Linked DNA regions of Pan troglodytes: region 1 is linked to region 2. The links are chromatin contacts, called in public capture Hi-C maps. All regions are on one chromosome and are shown on one strand. The core of a region is the stretch at or near the end of the contact, and the rest is flanking DNA. Distances in the headings are between cores, read along the strand shown.

Region 1 (5,280 bases), core at 2,270-4,769, 360 kb before region 2:
ATGATCTGCTCATCCATTTTAATTCCTAATACGTATTCACTAGAAGATAAGTTCCCCTCCCCGCCACACACACACACACACACACACACACACTCACAAACAAAAAACGGATAACAGTGGAACTGAAGCCTGCCTCCCATCCAGGCTGCTTGCTGGGAAGATACAATTGCATATGCAATACCTGCGGCCTTCTGTTTCCAAATTAGTAAAATAGAAATGCATATGTCTGTAACTTCCTCTATCTGAGAGCCTTGTTGTGATTTAATTAATTAATTGATTCAATTAATTCTAAACTATGGAAATGATTTAATGAAGCTCAAACTCTAAAAGGACTGCCCACTGCAGATGCAAATGAACAAGATTGGGTTTTTCATTGATCCAAATCATTCATTCACTCAGATCTATAAATTGGTCATCGATTTCCACAGGTGGAAATGATTCATACTGACATGTACAGCTCTGCAGTAGAAATTGAGTTTCTTCTCTGTAGATTCCTCTGTTTTGACATCCCTGGATAAAGTCTCCGTAAAATTTACATCATTCTCTGTATGACCTCTGAAATCTTCCGGAAAATAAAAAAAAAAAAAAAAAAAGAAAAGAAAATGAACAACCCCCCCGCCAAAAAATCTAAAGCGTCTTTTACATATAGATTCCTCCGTGGGGTTGTAGCTGTGGTTGTGGAACTGGCTTCATCTGTCAACTACTTACTGCAGGAGCTTTTCTAATTGATAATGAGCTCCTTGGGGGAACATGATTTCAGAGTGTAAATTAATAATCATTTTCAAAGGATGGTGCCTCATTTTTAATAATGTTATCCAGTACATTTTGTATTATATTTTGCAATAAACTAGTCCTAGGAAGACAAATTTACAATAAGAAAAAAATAATTTTGAGTCTGATGGTACATATCTAAACAAATCAATAATTGTAGCGGCCTACTTTTTACAAATATAAAACACCCACATGTGCTGTCTCAGTCAGTTTGTTGAGTTTAAATTATTTCAAACTGAGTGTTGGCTATAGGTAGGACAGGTGTCTCTTAAATCCCAGCTCACTGGGGCACATGCTGACGTTTGCCAAAAAGCTTACGGGTGTTCAGCACAACTCAAAATAGTAACATAAACATGAACTACTTTTTAGAAAGAGCCCTTTCATTCTTCCGGTTCATCCCGAATGGGTTCTCAGTTTTTCTTGTAACCTACTTTTAGGGTGTTAGGTAACGCAGTGGTGATAAAGCTTTTTATTAATAAATAATTCAGTAGCCAGGGAGTGTAAAAACATCATTTGTATTGTAGCTGAGTGTTTTGTTTTCTAATTACGAAGCAACTGGAAGGCCTGGCGCTCCAGGGCTGTGTGATTTCACCAGTGTTGTTCCCCGGTTCCCCATTGTCGCCCTTGAAAAGAACATTCCCACAGAGCAGGCTCTAAAGACAATAAACATCGTGAGTAAAAAGAAATGACATAACATTCAGCGCTGATAAGGGGAGCTTTTCCCAGGGGCTGCGTGGGCCTGCAGTGGGAGGGCCTGGGGAGACTGCTGTCTGCACTGGGGGCCTGGAAGGAAGCGTCCACACAGGCGGGTTGCTGGGGCCCCTGTGTAGTCTCAGCACAAAGGGCCCAGAAGTGGGCAGGTCCCTCCCTGCCTCTGTGAAAATCAATCTAAGGAAGTCTGATGCCATGGAACGGTTTCCTGTCCGCTGTGTGGGAAATCTAACTGAGCGCAAACGGCCGGCAACAATGGGACAATATATTATAATAAACAGGAAAAATAGCATTGGCCACGGAAATCAATAGCTGGGGTTCATGAGGCATTCATAAGATTGACAAGTGAATAAATTAAAACCCAAAGGTTAGGACGCTGAAAGAGAAGTTAATTTTATGTCTGCCCTGGAGCTCCCCTTTTCAGACTCAAATTAAGACTGTGTATAATAAAATGAACATAAAGTCTTAGATTTACCAAAAAGGCTCCACTAAGACCTACATCGTCAGAAAACCAGAGATTCTTTTATCAACTTCCCCATGCATGGATGGTCGCTGCTCACACTGCATTAACAGCCCCCTCAACAGCGTGACCAAAGACTTATTTAAACGAGTTTCTGGCTTTAAATAAACCTGCTCTCGGCAACCAACTGTTCATCCAGGAAGTGATGTGACACCCCACTACACTGAAGTTTACTCAACCAGAACCCAACGAAGATGTGTGCAACCCAGCTATTTAATTTGAAGAACCCGAGGAAAAGCCACCTCAGTCCCTCCAAACCCCAAAATAATTATACGCAGCAAAACACAACTAACTCTAACAGAGACATCCCTTCAATAAACAATGATCCATCCATTTCCATGCCACAGTTGCCACCCTTTGAAAAAATGTTTTAAAGTTTGGGGTATTTCAATAATAAAATTAATTAGAATTCACTGCTGAACCTCGGATTTGCAATAAAGTGTTTGACACAACAACTTCTTTCTCCTACTTACTAATAAAGGCAGAGCATTGTTCTGTAGTTGAAGCAGTAGGCTAAGGATTTTGAGACAATTAATTCCAATCCAGGCTTTGCAAGTGACTTTCACATGAGCACAGTTCCTTTTGACGATTACGCATTAATCTACTCTACAATTTAGGGACATTTAAGTTATTAGAAAGCATAAAATGATCAGGTGATGGTTGCTTGTGAGCAATTTATGTAACCTAGTAATTTGGACGCTATAACTCAAGTATGTCTGGTAACATTTTGTTTGAACTTTAAAGATATTTCACTGCATTATTTGTTTTGCTCTTCGAGGTGGACTAAGATGGTTTCTTTGCATATCAAGGATTGCTGATAGAGCCTAATATTTTGGAAAGTAGTATGATTTAGTCTTTAATAAATATGCATTAACCAAAGAATTTCTAGTCTCATAAGAATAGTCTCAAGGCAAGGCACATTAAAGCAGAAGGGATACCAGAGAGCCAAACTCTGATTTTACTCACAATAAAATTTTCACTCTTTTAGGAGGCTGTATAAAGGTTAAGAAATAATATCCTTCAGTCTGTTTATTATTTTAAGTTTGGTACTCTCCCTAGTTTTTTTTTTTTTTTTTTAATTAAGATTCGCCCGGGAGGGAAAAAAGCCAAATCTACGGCTGTATTTAAATTAATCCGAGTTCACTGAACCAGCCGCTCGAGCAGCTGGGAACGCGGCGCAGCGGCCAGTAGGGGGCAGTGCGTCCCAGCGCAACCCTCGCCGCCCGGCCCAGCCTCGGCTCCCCACCGGCTGAGGAATGAAGTTTCACCGTGAACCGATTCCTCACCAAAGAAACAAAAACTGGTGACATCGAGACGCACGGGAGGACTTCAAGTCCTCCGGGGACACCCGCAGCTTCTGGGGATGCGCCTGAGGGAGCCCAGGCTGCATCCGCGGGGCTCCATTTTGTCTCCGAGCCAAAAAGCCGCCGACTTCTTCCTCTAGGGTTTTGCTTCCTGTAGGTTCGGTCCCAGCGCGCAGCAGAAACGTCAGGGGCGGCGCTCTCAGAAGCACGCGGGCCTCTCTCGGCAATGTGCGGGGCTGGGTGGCGCCGCCGATTCCCGCACGGAGCCCCCCTCAGGCGCCTCCGGCCCCGTCTTCGTCCCCTTCTCTGCGCCCCTGCGCTCTGCCCTCCGCCCTGTCCCCGTTTCCGTCCCTGTTCCCGTCCCGGCCCTCTGCCCTGCGCCCTGTCCCCGTTCCCTTTCCCGTCCCCGCCTGGAGGCCTCGCCCAAGGTCTCCCCGGGCTGCGCCACGAACCTGCCCCGCGTCCCCGGCACCGGCCCCGCGCGTCCTCCTCCGCCCTTCGCCCGCTTCTTTCTACGGGCCTCGGCCACTGCAGCTTCCTGTGTGCTGAGATTTCTAGAACATTCTGAGGGATGGGAAACGGGGAGGTAGGAAAGCCCTGACCGCCCCCCCCCCCGCCCGCTCCCGCAATCCAAGCGTTCCCAGGGAGTCCCTGGGGCCCTCTCGTCTTTCAGTGAATTCACTGGAATTAAAACAGCGGCTCAGGCGACTCCTTCCGCACCCTGGGCCAGGTCTGCGGGGCCCCCGTGGCCGCTGCGGCCACTGTCTCCCGGTCCCCTCAAACGCCCTGGACCGGGACTTGAACCTAGCGCCGTGGCATCCACGGCCGCCTCTTTCAGCGCTGCCTCCCGCCCGCTCGCATTCAAGTCTCATTTCTTATTGTACACTGGTTTTTTTGTTTGTTTGTTTTTTAACATTTCCTTAAGAAAACAAAGCAAAAGACAAAGGCACAGGCTATTAAGTAATTACAAGAAAAGGGATGGCAGTGCTCGGGGCGCACCCAGCCCGCGGAGGCCTCCTGCGTTTTCCAGAACTCCAGGGGCACCTTCGCTTGGGTCAGAATTGGGTAATTTGAGGCATGAGTGGGCTCACTTTTTAAAATTCATTGTATTGTGGAAAAAACAAACGAACAAACATTGAATTTCTCAGCAGCTTCATCTCCCACTGAAAACGACATGAACTGTAAGTGCTTCACTTAAAAGTGTTTCCCTTCCCTCTCAAAAAACACAGCGCTTTTCCCTTTCAATAAGGAATGTGAGTTTGCTGCATGGCATGTTGGTTTGTACTGAAAGACGAACTAGAGTCGGCACTTTCAAATATTTCAAATTAGAAAAGAATTAAATTCAGAATGCACATTTTGAAAAGAAGTGATGGAACTGCTATTCGGGTTATGCATGTGTAATTTTAAAGGAAAGATTTTTTTTTAAGTTAAATAAGGATCATACGATTGCTAAGAGTAACACACAAGTAACACGTTTCCCCACGGCCCACTCTCCTCCCATTCCGCTGAACTTGACTCAGCCATTGCAGAAAGATTTCGTCTGGAAAAGGAGATTCCACAGTTTGCTCCAAGAACAACCCTGCCTTTTTTTGGGGCGGGGTGGGGCGGGGGGGGAATCATCTGTTGACAATGCATTTCCTGTCTTCATCTTCAAAATGAGGAGCTTAAGTTCCTTCTCAACTGTATCCAACGTGATTCTGAAAACCATCAGGTCACTCTCAGCATTTTCTATGCCAGTCAAAATCCAGAGGCCTGGTTATTTCATTTGAGTTTTTAAAAATTTCAACACTGAAATTATTTTCATTGATCTCTGAAAACATGCTGGTTCTCAGTATTGAAACGGAGATTTTTATGGGCAAAGGCCTTAGGAAGTGTCTGGTACTGGTGCACAAAATTGACCTGAAGCCAGCCTCCCAGAGATTCATAGCAGCAGAATATCCGGCAAGACTTCCCCCTTCATTTCTGAAACACCCC
Region 2 (5,709 bases), core at 212-2,711:
ATCTACTTAGGTTCAGAGAAACAGCTCAGCAACATCCAGTGTGCTCGAGTCTAGAAACTTCAGCTCCTTGTTCTTAGTTTCCTCAGTAAAAATGGGATACATACCCACTGCATAGGAATAATTATGAGATTTAAATGATGACATGGTATATAAAGCTTTTGGCACAATATTATATGTTACCTATTAAGTAATAAGTAAATGCTGTTTGCTAATAATTATTAAGCGATTCCTAGAAGTAAACCCCTAGGATTGAGTTCCCCCATTTTAAAGATGTTTTAAAATAATGGTGCCAGTTACTCTGTAACAGTGCCGAAGTGCTGTAGCCTTACTGTTTTGTTTTTAATAGTTAGCATTTTAAAGTTCAGTGTGACTAGTGGTTTTTTTTTTTTTTTTTTTTTTTTTTTTGAGACAGGGTGTTGCTCTGTCGCCCAGGCTGGAGTGCAGTGGTGCAGTGGCGCAATCTCAGCTCATTCTCCTGCCTCAGCCTCCCGAGTAGCTGGGACTGCAGGCGCCCGCCACCACACCCAGCTAATTTTTATTTTTTATTTATTTATTTATTTTTATTTTTAGTAGAGTTGGGGTTTCACCGTGTTAGCCAGGATGGTCTCGATCTCCTGACCTCATGATCCACCTGCCTGGGCCTCCCAAAGTGCTGGGATTACAGGCGTGAGCCACCGTGCCCAGCCTGACTAGTGTTTTTAAAATACCTGAGAGCACAGAGAAAATAGGACCTAGTATTATACCATTTCCATTGAAAACCTTGAAGATCTTGATTTAATGCTTTCGTCAGTATAACATATTATTGGCAGGGGAATGGATATTCAGCAGAGGAGCATGAGGAAAACATTAGAGAAAAGAACATCATGAGGGTGAGAACTGCTATGGCAAGGGTTTTGAGGAGTGAATAGGCTGTTAGATGATACCTATTTTGCAAGACACTGACCCACTCAAGAAAGTTCAGTGCCTCTTATGGGAGTAGGCATAATAGTGGTTTTATCATTGATTATGATGATAAATTTGCCATCAGTAAAGATGAACTCATGCTTAATTCAGTTGTATATGTGCTCATTGGTTTGCTGAATTCAGTGTATGGCGAGGGGATAAAATTGAGCTTTCCTTCAGCATTGTTTCTAAAATTTGATTTAAAGTTTTTTTCTGATTACTGAAGTAGCATTTTTAATTTTACCAAGAAAAACAGCAGAAATTATATTCTTGCTAACACTTGCAGGCAAACAGTTTTGCTGTGGTACCCTGAACCCTGCCTGTTGCAAAGCTTCATTTTCATATTGGGATGCCTTGCAGTTCCTCCAGGAACAAAAGGAGATAAGCAGCTTTGTGAGAAACTGCACTAGGTCATTTCTCATTCTCCAGTGTTTCAGTTGAGCGTGGGACTTTCCACTTGCCCTCCCTTTGGGCTATAAAGTCGCCGAGCTGTAGTTAGAATTGACTCCTTAGCAGCGGAGCAGCCCACGGCCTGCCTGTACTGCCTGTTACATGGGCCCTCTGGTTTGATGTCATCAGTGGAAATAGAAGCAGGGAACTGACATTCTGATTTGGCATTTGCTGTAAGTAAATTTATTTGGCTCATTTTCTCCTTACTGACCAAAGCTATGGAAATGAGGCTCTGTTAGCCACTGCGCTTTTGCTGAGGGATGGCTTGACTGCCAAAAATAACCTTGAGTGTGTATCAGGTCTCTTCTGCCTTCACCAAATTCTTAAGATGGCAACTTTTTACTCCTAGGGCCTTCTTTCTACTTTGTGTGGAATTTTAATTGGAACTGTGTTACATTATCCTTTTTTTTTTAATAGTCGGTACTATGATCCACTTAGTATTGTTAATTAAAAGTCACATTGTACTGGTTTTGAAATTTTAAATATTAAGTTTCTTCTTAGGCTTCTCTACATTTACTAATTTCAGAAGAACCAACTAGCAAAAGTGTGTGTGTATGTGTGTACACTTTATTATGAGAAATTTACATATACATAAAGGCAGATTATTATTATTATTCTTGGGTACTCATTATCCAGATTCAACAGTTGTCAGCCTTGTTTCATTGATTAGTTTTCTTTCCTTTTGGGTGAAGTAGAGAAACAACATTTTATATGGAAATGTGATTTAATTTCTATTGAAGTTGCTGTCTGGTTTCCTTTTATATGCTCCCAGTGATTGATTTTTTTTTAGTATTGGGGAAGATACCTGCTCTCTCACTGAGCTGCTGTAGATAAAGACTTCAAACAACAAAGTCCTGAGAATGAGTGTTGGGCAAACATCTAGGCCCTTAAAGGAAAATATTCTTTCTCTAGTACCTACTGTCTCCTTGACAGAAGAATGTAGAGGATAAATGTAGAAACTGAAATGAATCAGGTTAAGACACATTGGTGTTAGTGTGTTATCACTGAATAAGTAACAGGAGTTGAAAATGAGAGCCCCTGGGTGAGAATTGAATCATCCCGAAGAATAGAGTTGAGTTGAAGTGGATTGGGGTATTTAAAGGTCACTTAGAAACTATAAAGTCTTTACTTAAACGATAAATTGAATGATTCTCATATATATGTATGTCAAATGAGTCATCAAAAGATAAAGGTTGCAGGTTTTATTTAATTTTGAGAGTTGTGAGAAAGTTGGAACATGAATCGTCCTCTTAGGATTGAGATTTACTGCAAGAGCCTCAGAATGTATTCATTCAGCACAAATTATTGTCTCAGAGTGCTATTAACTAGAAATAGTATGAACAATATATGCAATGTAAAATTTTTTTTAGTAACTTTAAGAAATGGATGAAATTAATTTTGTTGTATATTTTTATCCAAAATATCATTTTTAACACGCAATCAAATAAAAATAGGAGATCATTTATATTCTTTTTCTTCATACTAAATTTCAGTTTGGACCAGACACATATGACTGGTGGCTGTCACTGAATATCATTGGTATGAAATGTGCAGGATTTCCAGTGGTGCCTTGATGAATGTCAGTAATTTCAGCACAGAATTTTATTTTGAGTAAATTGGTATATAATATCAAAATGGGATTGGAGTAATTAAAACTGTAGTATCATGCTTTATTGAACTTTTTCTGGTAATAAAAATATATTTTTACCCACTTTCTCATTTCTAGAGGAGCTTTTAATTGAAAATTAACAAAAGGAAGAAAAGACATAGTAAGGAACTATAAAGCTAAAGAACTTCAGTTCAAAACTTAAGTTGGTCATATTTTCAGTAAAAACTACGCACTATTAGTCCAGCAGTCTGAATCTCTTCAATCTATATTTATTCTCTCTTTGCTTAGCGGGAAATGAATTCAGCCAATCTGAGTTGCCTGCTACATAATTTCTCCTTCTCTGTAGCTCAGCCCCAGACGAAGGGATTGGCAAATGAGCAAATCCATATGTTTTAACAACTTGTCCTCTGATTATAAAGTCGATAACAGAATAGATTTTCTGTCCGGATTTATTGTTCCTAAATTAGAACTAATGAATTAGGCTCTTTGTATATACCTGTTCTCCTGTATTTAGAATATGATAAAGGAAAAAAAGATTTTATATTCATTTGAATTTCTGTCATTTCCTTAAATGTGACATGGAAATGAATTCTGAAAAAATCACTGAATAATATCAGGCTCAATGGCTTGATAGACTTAAAACTAGTTTTGTTTAAATTTATAGTTTTAAAAATAAATACCTAACTCGTTTTTTGCACTTTGTTTGCTAGTCGACAGCAAGAAATAGAAGAAAAACTCATCGAGGAAGAAACAGCACGAAGAGTAGAAGAATTGGTGGCAAAAAGGGTGGAGGAAGAACTGGAGAAAAGGAAGGATGAAATTGAACGAGAAGTTCTCCGAAGGGTGGAGGAAGCCAAACGCATCATGGAAAAGCAGTTGCTCGAAGAACTCGAGCGACAGAGACAAGCTGAGCTTGCAGCACAAAAAGCTAGAGAGGTAACGCTCGGTCGTTTGGAAAGTAGAGACAGTCCATGGCAAAACTTTCAGTGTTGGGTTCTGCCTCCTGCTCAGTTCAGAAAGAGATGGAATACAGACTATCTAATTCCTTTCTCGTCTAAACTTAACATTGCTGCGAAAGTTAATTTTTTAGCCTATTCAGAAGTGCTGACTGATAACTTAAAAGTTGGAAGCTTTTATAAAACATATTCAAGGATACTTTTTGATTTAATGGAACTGGCTATTTGAGAAGTGTTTGAAACTTTTGCCATGGCTGCAGGACTTACATTCTTTTTTGGGAGGACGGTGGGGAGACAGGGAGTGGTAAAGGGAAAAGGTTAAAAATCCACCTGTGGTTGTATATTCTTCTATTCTGTCACTCTGTTACCTAGACTGTGAGAGGCTTTTGCCTTCAGTCAGATTAAAAAGAGCAGGGCCTAACATTGAGTGATAGCACCTGCTTTGATAAATAGGTTTTCTCACTCTTCTTTTTTTCCTTCTTTTATCCCTCACTCCCTCCCCTAAACCCTGCTTCAGCACAATGGACTAATTCTAGCATTCTGATCATAAGGCCCTCCATTTTCCTAATGTGTTTCAAGGAATCTTTTTAGGAAAAATATCCAGATTATTCATCCACTTTTTTTAGTATCTACTAACAACTCCTTTTTTTCTCTAGAGAGTTATGAAGGAACAGGTTGTCCTTGTCTGGAGTCAAGCTAAACACATGATTTGTTTTATCAGCAGCTGGAGCAGAAGTTGAAAATGTCTTTCTGTGAGACAGTAATTTGCTACTGAAGCTTTATGGCTTATTTGCACTGATTACTCCAGGATCCAAAAACTTGGTGAAAGTCACTGAAACACTCAAGGCAAATTACTTTACAGCCCTGAGTGTCCTCACCATAGTTTGCATAATGAATATGAATCCCATTGGTGTGTGATGTAGGAAATCCTGTAGTTGTATTTTCTTGAACTGAAATATTTGACTCAAAATAATTAAGACTCATTGTCATTTTTCATCTTGGCATTATTGTGGACAAGTTGACATATTAAATCTCTTTGCTTTCTGGTAAGCTTAGCTTTTAAAATGCATTTTCCCTTGTCCTGTCTTTAACTAGATATACATGCTTATATTTATAGTGGGTTTCACAGACTATAAAATTGAATGTATGAAATTTTTATTTATATCAGTGCTTTTAATAATGAAGATATTTTTGGAGTAATGGTGCTGTCTTGTAGCGAGTTATTAATCATAGTAAGATTTTTTTCTCTTCATTTGCTTTTTTTGTTTCATATTAACAATTTTTTTTTTACACGGACACAACCCTCTGACAGTCTTTCCAAATATTAAAATCATTTGAATATGTATGCTGTGATCTGAACACTGCTCAAGCCATCAAGCAGTCTTCATACAGTTTGCATTATAAAATCTCATTAAATTCTCCAAGAAAAAATAAGTTGAAGAATTTTATTTCCTGACCATGCATCCCCTGGATTTCTGAGTTTCAGTTCAGATTGTAGATGACAATATAAGCTGCCTTCCGAAATTGTCAACATCTGAATGTTAAGTCCATTTTCCCCATGGAAGAAGCCCGTAGTTCCATGAAGTATGGATTACCATTTGTATTTTTCACTAACAGTAAATGTATTTTTCTTATTAATTGTTTGCCTTAGGAATGATGAATTACATTTTTTGTTCCTTCTTACCATAAACATCTGCATTCCTCAGCTCAGCCTTCCTTGTATGTTGTTTCTTTATAAATGGTTGAGCTGCT

Evidence for each region. Capture Hi-C pulls out chosen DNA fragments and counts their contacts.
Region 1: a contact with region 2 is called in a capture Hi-C map of stem cell-derived neural stem cells, with 8 times the contacts expected there. The contact joins two enhancer-like sites. A contact is called at or near these places in 2 of 7 Hi-C or Micro-C datasets (induced pluripotent stem cells and stem cell-derived neural progenitor cells), 1 of 1 datasets of contacts at active chromatin or transcription factors (stem cell-derived excitatory neurons) and 1 of 1 other capture datasets (stem cell-derived neural stem cells).

What each region holds. Positions count from the first base shown.
Region 1 is chr14:112,520,435-112,525,714 of NHGRI_mPanTro3-v2.0_pri, reverse strand. No RefSeq gene overlaps it. Among named protein-coding and RNA genes, the nearest start is that of ARGLU1, 350 kb to the right of the region's middle. Within about 2 kb of position 3,519, at least 14 of the 24 cell types and tissues checked have an H3K27ac peak or open chromatin away from gene starts, as enhancers often do. A contact at or near this core is called in stem cell-derived neural progenitor cells and stem cell-derived neural stem cells, where this site is marked.
Region 2 is chr14:112,162,028-112,167,736 of NHGRI_mPanTro3-v2.0_pri, reverse strand. ARGLU1 (arginine and glutamate rich 1) reads left to right here. Exons shown (of 4, transcript XR_010150559.1): 2 at 3,712-5,709. Among named protein-coding and RNA genes, the nearest start is that of ARGLU1, 7.4 kb to the left of the region's middle. Within about 2 kb of position 1,461, at least 5 of the 24 cell types and tissues checked have an H3K27ac peak or open chromatin away from gene starts, as enhancers often do. A contact at or near this core is called in stem cell-derived neural progenitor cells and stem cell-derived neural stem cells, where this site is marked.